Linked DNA regions of Mus musculus: region 1 is linked to region 2. The links are chromatin contacts, called in public HiChIP or PLAC-seq maps. All regions are on one chromosome and are shown on one strand. The core of a region is the stretch at or near the end of the contact, and the rest is flanking DNA. Distances in the headings are between cores, read along the strand shown. Region 1 holds the start of Kif18b (kinesin family member 18B). Region 2 holds the start of Tmub2 (transmembrane and ubiquitin-like domain containing 2).

Evidence for each region. HiChIP or PLAC-seq counts read pairs in DNA pulled down with a chosen protein or histone mark.
Region 1: an HNF4G HiChIP or PLAC-seq map of pancreatic cancer cells shows a contact between it and region 2. The contact joins the promoter of Kif18b here to the promoter of Tmub2 in region 2. A contact is called at or near these places in 2 of 115 datasets of contacts at active chromatin or transcription factors (memory CD8 T cells and pancreatic cancer cells).

The regions. Positions count from the first base shown.
Region 1 is chr11:102,923,310-102,929,152 of GRCm38.p6, reverse strand. It overlaps Kif18b (kinesin family member 18B), which reads left to right and starts at 4,029. Exons shown (of 16, transcript NM_197959.2): 1 at 4,029-4,170.
Region 2 is chr11:102,282,998-102,288,470 of GRCm38.p6, reverse strand. It overlaps Tmub2 (transmembrane and ubiquitin-like domain containing 2), which reads right to left and starts at 3,520. Exons shown (of 4, transcript NM_028076.4): 1 at 3,383-3,520; 2 at 2,753-2,807; 3 at 600-1,163; 4 at 1-395. The coding sequence starts at 2,787. The coding sequence ends at 35.

The DNA of each region.
Region 1 (5,843 bases), core at 2,780-5,279, 640 kb before region 2:
AAGTTCAAAGTCTCTTCTGAAATTCATCCAATCACTTAACTATAATCCCCAAAGCAAGACAGGAAACCAGCTAGCAAACTCCAAACTCTGCATCTCCGTGACTGATGTCAAAGTGGTCTTCAGATCTCCAACTCCTTGTTCATCTTTGTTGACTACAACAAAGTTCTTTCTCCTGTGCTGGTTCCACTCCCTGTTAGCAGCTTTCCTCAGCAAGTATCCCATGGCTCCAGCATCTTTAATATCTTTGGGTCTCCAAGGCAACTTCAACTTCATAGCTTCTTGCTCCAGTGTCATGATTTTCTGGGCTCCTCCAAAGGGCTGCTGTCATTTCTCCAGCCCTGCCCTCTGTGGCACTCTACACTCAGGTTGATCCATCCACTGCTGCTGCTGTTTTTGGTGATCATCCCATGGTACTGGCATCTCCAATACACTGGGGTCTTCCACTGCAATTAGGCGTCACCAATAGGCTCTCATAGGGTCGCTTCATGGTGCCAAGCCTCAACTTCTTTGCATGACCCTTTTAGTCTGGGCCTTCATCTACAACTGAGGCTGCATCTTCACCAGTGGTCTTCGATGGCCTCTCACAGTGCTGACCCCTTCATGCCTTCAAAACCAGTACCACCTGGGTGATTCTTACATTACCCAGCTGCAGCATGAGGACCTTAGCTATCTCTAGAATGCAGCTTCTTTATGTTCTCAGAAAACAATTCCCAGAATTCACCTCAGTGATGCTGGTCTTTTCTTATTCACTGATAATTTCTTTAAATGTTTTTTTAAGATTTATGTATTTATTTATTATATGTAAGTACACTGTAGCTGTCTTCAGACACTCCAGAAGAGGGAGTCAGATCTCGTTATGGATGGTTGTGAGCCACCATGTGGTTGCTGGGATTTGAACTCCAGACCTTCAGAAGAGCAGTCGGGTGCTCTTACCCACTGAGCCATCTCACCAGCCCCCTCATTGATAATTTCTTAGCTCCAGCTAACTAGCATCAATTGTCCCAGTAGTCTCCTTCTCCTCTTGACTCTAAAGCCAGAGTCAAATGGCTGAACCTGCTAAGTTCTGCTGCTTGCTGGGGCTGGAAAATGGCCCCCTTGTTTTATTATATTATTACCAGCTTTCTGTTTTCAACAAATTTATTCTCTTCCTAAGCTTGGTTATCCTGGAACTTGCTCTGTAGACTGACTTTGAACTCAGAGATTTGCATGCTTGTTTCCTAAGCATGGGATTAAAGGTGTGGTTCACCATGCCTGAATTTTAAGTTTTTTTCTATTTGGAACTTGCTCTGTACCAGGGTGGCTTTAAACTTAGAAATCTGCTTGTCTTTGCCCCTCCTGGCTTGTACTACCATGCCTGAAACCGAATTTAGCTGGGTGGGATTTCAAGCCAAGTTCACCACTCCCTTAATTCGATTTAATATCCTTGAACACAGGATTCAGCTTCATTTCACTTCCTGGTGCCCCTTTAATACCACATATTTTATACCTTTCCTTTCTAAGCTTGCTATGCTTGTTCAAAATGTTCTTCATGAGACTTAACCAAAGAACAAAGTCCCCACTGGGCTTTTTGAGACTTACTTTGTCAATGCAATTAATATAAATCTCTTTACCTTAGCCTCACCATAGACTCTTCAGACAAGGGCAAAAGCGGCCACATTCTTCACCAAAATATCACAGAAATAGTCTCTAGGCCACACACTGAAATTCTTCTCCACTGAAACCTCTTAGGCCAGGTCTACACAGTTCAAATCACTCTCAGCAACAAAGTCTCCCATATTCCTACTAGGATAGCCCATTAAGCACCACTTTAAGCATTCCACTGATGTCCAAATCCAAAGTCCACATTCTTACAAACAAAAGCATGGTCAGGCCTATCTCAGCAGTACCGAGTATGGTTCCTCATACCAACTTCTGTCTTAGGGTTTTACTGCTGTGAACAGACCCCATGACCAAGGCAACTCTTTTTTTTTTTAATTTATTTATTATATGTGAGTACACTGTAGCTGTCTTCAGACACTCCAGAAGAGGGCATCAGATTTCATAACAGATGGTTGTGAGCCACCATGTGGTTGCTGAGATTTGAACTCAGGACCTTCAGAAGAGCAGTCGGTGCTCTTAACCTCTGAGCCATCTCACCAACCCCCCTTTTTTTGTGGTTTTTCGAGACAGGGTTTCTCTGGCTGTCCTGGAACTCACTCTGTAGACCAGGCTGGCCTCGAACTCAGGAATCCGCCTCTGCCTCCCAAGTGCTGGGATTAAAGGCATGTGCCGCCACGCCCGGCTCCAAGGCAACTCTTATAAGGACAATATTTACTTGGGGCTGGCTTACAGGTTCAGAGGTTCAGTCCATTATCCTCAAGGTGGGAGCATGACAGCATCTAGGCAGGCACGCCTCAGGAGGAGCTGAGAGTTCTACCTTTTCATCTGAAGGTGGCTAGGAGAATACTGACTTCCAGGAAGCTAGGACATGGGTCTTAAACCCAGGCCCACAGTGACACATTTACTCCAAGGCCACACCTTCAAATAGTGCCACTCCCTGGACCAAATATATTCAACTCACTATACCCAGCATGTTTTAACTATACCCTGTATCATCTTATGTTATTATTAGTTATTAATTCTCTTCTCCCCCACCTCTGTCCCTTTTCAGGAACTCCCTATAGTTCAGGCTGATCTAGTATTTACCATGTACATGAAGCTGGCTTTGAACTTGTAACATTTTCCCTCTCCTGCCTTGGCATGTATCACAATCCCCACCTGTGATAAATATCTAAGTTTTTCCTATAGACTGGGAGCTCTGTATATCACATATCACTGTAACCTCTGAACCTGTCATAACAATCGTTGAATGAATCTGAGAACACCTAGTGCCATTTTATTGAACATCTACAAGGTGCGTTATTCACATTACGTTTTTTTTTTTTTTTTTAATTTTTACTTATGGGGATTTAGCTCAGTGGTAAAGAAAAGGCCTTGGGGGCTAGAGAGATGGCTCAGCGGTTAAGAGCACTGACTGCTCTTCCAGAGGTCCTGAGTTCAATTCCCAGCAACCACATAGTAGCTCACGACCATCTGTAATGCTCTCTTATGGTGTGTCTGAAGAGAGCAACAGTGTACTCATATACATTAAAAAATAAATAAATAAAATGAAAGACCAAGCAAACTTCACTCACTCAAAAGAAAAGGCCTTGGGTTTGGTTCTCAGCTTGGGGTGTGTGTGTGTGTGGGGACGTTTAGGGCGCAAAAAAACAAAACAAAACAAAAACAAAAACAAAAAAACCAGATTTACAGTAAGCGAGGAGGGAACTTCTTTACCAGGAAGCTATCATTAAACAACTGTTCCTTTTGGAGACGGAGAAGGCAAGAGTATTCAGTGTTCTTGTATCTTTGTACTAACCCTAACTTCATGTAATTTTGTTGTTTTTGTCCTCACTAAACTAAGTGTGGTGAATAAATAATTTGAGTCAAGTTATCCAGTATTAAATGACTCTACTAGCTTGTTCACAGTTGTGGTGAAAGAAACCCTACAGTAACCTTTACATGCCCCAGACTTGCTCACAACGCCACCATGAGGACAGTTTACTTGAGAGAGAGATCGAGTAAAGTTCTCATGTAGCTCAGGCTGGCCTGGAACGCTCTACCTGGAGGGTGGCTGGTTTCGAACTCAAATAGATCCGCCAGCCTTTGCCTTCTGCGTGATGGGATTAAAGGCACGAGCCACTCTGAATTGGAGGGTGCCTATTTAAGCCACAAAAGCAGGTTTTAAATTCTGTCGAATGTGTGGTCGCTGTAACCGCTGCTGAACTCAGCCCACAGACCACAGAGACGGGGCAGGCCCCCTGGTTACACTGCTAGAGACTCGATTCTGGTGGCAATTCCGCTCCGTCCGGTTTGATTTGGCCAAAGAAACCCAAGGCGCGCAAGAGAACTAGTGCGCAAGCGCACCCCCGGCTGTCTTTGTTACTTAGGAAACAGCCAATCAGCGAGCCGGGCGGTGACCAATGAGAAGCGCGGATGAGCGGACCGGCTAGTTTGAACGCGCCGCGCCGGAAGAAGGTTGGTTCGGTGGAATCGGGTGTGGGGGAGCTCTCTCCTGAATCCGAGGGCTCCTGTCCGAGGCGGAGGGACGCGTAAGCGACCCCCGACACCAGCACCGGGAACCGACGAGAGGTAGGCTTTGGTCGACGGTGGGGCGGCCCCGCGGGCTCGGTGCAGAGCTGTCGTTTGCGCGGGCTCGCTGCAGTTGTCTGGAACCCGAATCAGCACTTGTTTGGGCAGGTCAGGGACGAGTAGGAGGGCACTTCCTTTACACCGAGAATGCAGCCGATCGTGATCTCTGCGTCCCACGGTCCGGGGCCCATATTAAGTCCTCTCATGTATACCCGGTCCTTTGAAAGGTGCACCCGGCTCCGTAGCAGCTACCCCTCCTCGTGTGGGAGGTGGAATTGGGTCTTTCTACAGGTCAGAATTGGAGATCTGGGACGCCCGGCAGGAGAGAATGGGAGAACCACTCCGCTCCTCTTGTCAGAGCTGATTACGCGGCTGTGTGTGTACCGAGGGAGGCAGCTTGGTTACTGGGACACTCCTAAACACTGGCGAGCATGAAAGAAAACCAGGCCTCTATTAGTACCAGGATGATCGAGTCTTTTAGCCTTGGACATTTGAGCTACTGTGACAAGTACAAGGTAGAGCCTGTTTTGTGCCAAAGAACTTAAAATACTGGTTTGTGTTGGTTTTGGTGGTTCAGTGCATCATAGGGAAATGATGTATCATATAACTTTACCAGCGGTGTCTAATATTTGTTGGGCACTTAAAAACCGAATGCCATTCAAGCTTAACACAAACCTGGTGAGACAGATAATTAAAAAATATTACAATTTGCATGTTGAGAAACGGAGGCACAGAGTGTAGTTAAGCTTGACTTGGGAGGACATATATAATTTTACTTTTGTGGATGAGCTTTTTGTTGTTAACAGCGCTTCCTTCAATGTCCCTATCCTATTTCTTCCATGCCTATTTCATTATGGAACCATGCCCTCTGCCAGTCAGGATTTTAAGGCATCTCATTCTCCATTACTTTGTTTTTATCTAATTTCGCTCCATTTGTACCTTTTTTTCTCTCATGGTCTAGAGATCAAACCTAGCCCTAATACCTTTTTTTTAAAAAAAAGTATAGAAGCATCATATTATTAGAGACATTTGCAAAGCTTTTCTCTTATCTAGTGACACAGCAACTGAAATTATCATAATATTGTATAAACTATATTCTCTCTCCACAAACAGTTAAGTTATAAATACAAACTAGGCATAGTAAAATAATCCCAGCCCCTGAGAGAGAGGCAGAGGAGAAGAGTCTCTGAGTTTAAGGCCAGTTGTATTGAGACTCTTTCAAAACACCACACACACACACACACACACACACACACACACACAAATACAAATGAAAAATTGAATTCACACTTGGGAATTTAAAACAAAAATACACTGAAGTCAGTTAAATAGATCATAATTATAGTTAAAAGAGAGCTGGCATGGGGTTAGGGGTGTGAGCTAGTGGCAAATGCTTCCCTGGTATGCACTGAGGCCTGAGTTTAGTTCTCAGCACCCTCACCACGGTCCTCCCAAAATAGAAGCTATAGAAATTTTTAGTTGGTGTGAGGTCAATGAGGTGATTAAATTAGCTTAAAATTTACCTTCACACAAATGAAAACAAACAAACAAACACTCAATTCCCAGATATTTACAGTCAATTAGAAAAGCAAACCTTTTCTTTCCATCTTAAGAGTCTAGATTTTATTTTGAACGCGATTAAAATTACAAGTCTACCCTTTTTATAGGTGTGC
Region 2 (5,473 bases), core at 2,271-4,770:
GGAAGACCATGCCTTTCTTTGTCTCCTGATGTCCTTATCTTCCATACATCCCAAATACCAGGATGCTGAAGAAGACTGTGACTCCAACCAAGGAGATAGTGGCAGGTCCAGTGAAGAACTGGCGGTAATTGATACGGAAGTACCAGACCACACCCAAGAGCACCACAAACACAGGCACCATGAGGCTGCCCACGTTGACACCAAGGCTAGATTGCTCAGTGGTTGGGGTCAAGGAGGCTGAGGGGCCAGAAACTGCTGCCCCTGGGGGTGAGCGGTGGCAGTGGATCACGCAGTTGTTGGTAATGTTCAGGGAACTCAGTGTGCGTGCTGGGTCCTGCAGCAGCCGACCCTGGTAGATCAACTTCATTTGGCTCTCTTGTCCAGGGAAGTATTTGCTACAAGGATGAAAGGAAAGACTGGATAAAGAATAAGGCTAGAGAGATCAAGGCCTGGACATGAAAGACACTGAAGGTCTGTCTATGGAAGTCTCCATTTCCCCTTAAAATCCCTCCTGTGCTCACATATATGCACAGCTTCTTCAGGAAACCATCATCTGAGGAACAAGTCACGAGCAACTGGCCTCTCTCCGGCCTACTCACCTTTTTAGGGTACCCACAGTGTCCTCTGGCCTGGCCACAGCTAGCTCCTCGGTGTCATTGAGGAACTTGAGGCGAACATTGATGAGGCTGGGGCTGGGAGAGAGGCAGGAGCCATCATCTAACCCCAGCGGGGCTTCTGGGCGACTGCTCCCCAGGCCTGCTTGCCTTTTAGGCAGGCCTTGGATGTCCAGGAGATGCTCCAGGCTGGGCTCCATCTCTCCCCTAGCTCCAGGTTCTCCAGTGGCGTCTCCCCCACTGTCACTGGTCTCTTCAGCCTTGTCATCATTGCCCCCTGATGGATGGGGGTGTTCGGTTGGCTCTGGAGTGCCTTGGTTTACCAGCTGGTCCACATGGCCCAGGTGGAGAACAGACGTGTCACCTGCTGACACAATGGTGCCCAGCAGCTGGTTGTTACCACTGTCTGCTACATAGGTGGAGAGCCAGGCTAGGACCAGGGCTAGAGTCAGCGCCACCACGCCTGCTACCACCATCACCTCGTTACCCACACCCTCAATGAGGGTGACATCAGAGAGCTCCATGGCCTGGCTGCTGACTGGGTCCACGCTGCAGGAACAAAGGGGGATAGCATTAGGAGGGCCTGAGGGCTTATAGTCAGGTTTCTACTTTGTTTAGGTTCTGAGGCAGGCTGGGGTTAAAAAAAAAAGAAAAAAAAAAAAAAGGAAAAAAGGATGGGGGCTTGGTGTTGTGTAGGAAGGGCAGCCAGCCAATTTCCTAACAGTAGTAGACCCTCAATCTCAAGCTAAGGACTGACTTACCCTTGGCCCCTCTGCCTTTACCGTGAAACTCTAGCTTTCAGATTCTGTGCTCATAAGAAGCATGGGTCACCAGAAAAGCCTCATAACCTTGTTACCAGCTGCTGATTGCTCACTTGTTTGTTTTTGTATTTGGAGAATAATGGAGAAGGAACATTTGCTGCTTCTCTTCAAGACAGGGTTTCTCTGTGTAGCCCTAGCTGTCTTGGAACTACCGCTCTATAGACCAGGCTGGCTTCAAAATCACTTGCCCCTATCGGAGTATTGGGCCTAAAGGCCACCACTGCCCGGCTTACATTTTGCTTCTTTAAGCTTGGAGTTTCTCTAGGATTCCTAACACATGACCAAGCACATCTGCATGCACCCAGCAGCCTCAGTGGTAGCTTCAGATTAGAAAGACTCTTTAATGGGCATTGTGCGGCCACCCTTGCCAGATTTCCTTTGGATTACATCTCATTCATGGCCACACACCCATTCATGCCCACACACCCATTCATGCCCAGATGTCAAGAGCCAAATACATAAATATACTCTGATCTATCAAGGATAGGATCAGATCACTTCAAATGGACAAATGTACTGGGACTATCAGCAGACATGTTTGTCTATTAAACTGTTCTGGCAAATTCTGGGGAGCCACATAGGACAGTCACCAGAAACACTACACGCTTTAGTCTCCATAGGCTTGGCTTTATAACTGCAAAACCGCTGTTCTACATGCCCTGGTTATCCCAGAACTTGGGAAATAAAGGAACTAAGGATACAAGGTTCAAGACAAGTCTCCACTACTTAGCAAGTTCAAGGCTGCCTAAGGCTACACGAGACAGCTTCAAGAAAACCATTGCCCAAGTAGAAATTATTTGGAAATACTTCCCAACGGTTCCCACTATCCTTCTTTCAATCTGTCTTGTGCTATGAAGGTTTTCCCTCTCTGCGGCTTCTGAGAAAGCATTGGAGGCTCTCTGCATATTCCTCGGAGTACCGTCTCTTTTCCTTGGAGAATCTACGTTCACAGCTGTCTCTGGGCAAATCCATCTGGTGATTATCATCATCAGACTACTCTCACAGCACCCACAAAACATCATTACACTCATAACCTGTCCATTTCTTCATTGACTCCTGGAAGATAAGAACCGAGGGTAGTTCTCTTTGTTTGAAGCTCTTAATGCAATGTCACAGTAGCTGCTCAAGGAATATTTGTAGAACACACCAACACTCTCAGAAGCGTTTCCACAGCCTTATTTACACAGATTGGCCCTGGAGTCAGGGAAGCGATTCTGGGTCACTGTCTAGCCCCTCTTCTAGCTATGCAATGTCCAGCAACGTTCTCAAAGCCTCAGCTTTCTCAACAGTAAAGTGGGGTTTAAAATGGTTACCTACCTCATAAGGTTGTTTTGAAGAAGACGTGAAATCATCGAAGCAAAAATAATTAACACTGTTCAATAAACAAATGATAGCAATTACGTCTCACTCCCATAACTAACCCCTGTTGGTCAGGTTAGTGTCAGGAACCGTGATGTACACAAAAGGAAACTGTGGCAAAGACAGATGGAAGCGGAGGACACAAGGAACTGCCGCGGGCAGGGGCCAGATAGGGGACCTGCATCTGTCTGACCAAGGCCTCGGCTTTCTCCTCAGCCTGTGGACGATCCTGACCGCACTGTGGGGAGTCGTCCCCGACCGTGCTTTTTTCTGGGGTGAAGGTTCTGCGTCTGAAAGGTCCTATTCCCTTGGCAGTGGAGTCCATCAGCACCCCCCACCCCACCCCCGAGCCGAGGAGCTTCCGGGTTTCGGTCGCAGTGCCCAAGCCCGACTCTCCGGGACAGTGATGGTTTAGGGTCAGGTGAAGAAGCGAGGGTCGGGAGGTAGGGGGGTCACAAACCATCCACACCCCTCAAACTTCGGGGCGGGGCAGAGGAGAGGGGGCGGAGCTTGAGGACGCGAGGAGTCATGGGAGATTAAAGGGGGTTTGGATGGTTACTGTGCCTCGATGGGGAAGGAAAGCCTCACCTGACAAAGCCAGGATAAATGTTTTGACTTCGCCAGGACAGTCTTTGTAGTTCTCTTTCCGTAGGGGTCAGGGGAGGGGCTGGCAACTCAGGATTCTGTCCAGGGTCCGATCTCTTCCGGCTTTTCTCGGAAGCTGTTAACATCCAGGACAGGAAGTCCCGCCTCCCCGCCTTGTACTGATGACGCAAAGCTACGTAAGGCGGACTGACGTAAACGTAATCTTTAAATAAAAGGGCCAGGTTGCGCCGCGGCAGAAGGGGAGGAGTCATTGTTGGCGGGATTTCGGACCTCCGGCAGTAAGACCACGCCCATTAGGCGTGGCCTCGGACCTCCTGGAGGTCGGAGGCGGGGCCAAAAGAGAAGAGGCGGGGGAAGGTGTTTGTGGGGGGCGTGGTTTCATGCTTAGACGATTGCCCTGGCAAGCTCTCCTGGTCCACCCGCCGCTAGGTTTCCTTCTTTCCCGCCTGGTTTTTCCTTCCGGTTTGGTTCTCTAGCTCCAGAGCTAATGAGATTCATTACTGCTTCGCCAATGCACACCAGGCTCCAAGGTTGGGAGCGGTAAAGTCTGCTATTTTTGACTTCTAAGACAGTTGTTCCTCGAGGAGATGGGCAAGAATACAAATTAAAGTCTTAAGTACTTGAAGATTTCTACCTCGTATAGCTTTAATAAATGAAGCGGGAAGGCATTTTAAAGAGATACAAATACAGTGCCCTCAGCCGGGCAGTGGTGGCACACGCATTTAATCCCAGCACTTGGGAGGCAGAGGCAGGCTGATTTCTGAGTTCGAGGCCAGCCGGGTCTACAAGTAGTGAGTTCCAGGACAGCCAGGGCTATACAGAGAAACCCTGTCTCGAAAAACAAACAAACAAACAAAAAACAAATAGAGTGCCTTCTTAAGAAAGGATTTTTTTTCTTTTACTTGTTTCTATGTGTATGCCGCGTGTGTGGGTACTTGCAGAGCCCAGAAGAGGGCATTGGATCTCCATGAGCTAGGGTTACAAGAGGTTGTAAATCGCCAGTCTTGAGTGCTGGGGAGAGAACTCAGGTCTTCTGGCAAGAAGAACAAGTGCTCTTAACCATTGAACCATCTCTCCAAGTCTATCACCCTGGATTAGTTTTTCCTTTTTTTTTTTTTTTTTTTGGTTTTGTTTGATTGTTGATTCACTATGTAGAAGAGCAAGCAGCCTTTCTCAACCTTTGAGTCTAACGACTCATTCAGAGGTCGCATATCGGATTTTATATTAGTATTCATAAGAGTAGCAAAATTACAGTTGTGAAGTAGCACCAAAAATAACTTTACAGAGAACCAGTGTAGTGGATGATCTTTCCCATCTGGGCACCACCATGAGATTAACCCAGTGTTTTGATGGTCTTGGTCACTTTAAGAAATGTATTACATTTTATTTATTGATTGAGTATATGTAGATGTGTGCACTACAGCCCAAACGTGGCGGTCAGAGGACAGCTTGTGGGACTTGATTCTCCTTCTACCCTGGGGGTCCCAGGGGTTGAACTGATGTCACCAGCCTTTGTGGCAACTGCCCCTCCCCATACCATCTCACTGGCCCCTCCTTAATCATTTTTCTTTCTTTCTTTCTTTTTCTTTTCTTTTCTTTTCTTTTTTTTTTTTTGGTTTTTTTCGAGACAGGGTTTCTCTGTGTAGCCCTGGTTATCCTGGAACTCACTCTGTATACCAGGCTGGCCTCCAACTCAGAAATCTGCCTGCCTCTGCCTCCCGAGTGCTGGGATTAAAGGCGTGTGCCACCACGCCCGGACATTTTTCATGACACTGTAGATGTTCTCCTTATCTTTCCTAAACTATATATCTTTAAAAGATTTATTTATTTATTTTATATGAGTACACCGTAGCTGTCTTCAGACACCCCAGAAGAGGGCACCAGATTCATATTGCAGATGGTTGTGGGCCACCACGTGGTTGCTGGGATTTGAACTCAGGACTTCTGGAAGAGCAGTCAGTGCTCATAACCACTGAGCCATCTCTCTAGCCCCCTTTCCTAAACTATTGAACTTTGAAACTTAGGTGTTCGTTTGTTTGTTTGTGAGGCAGTTCTCCAAGTAGCCCAGGCTGA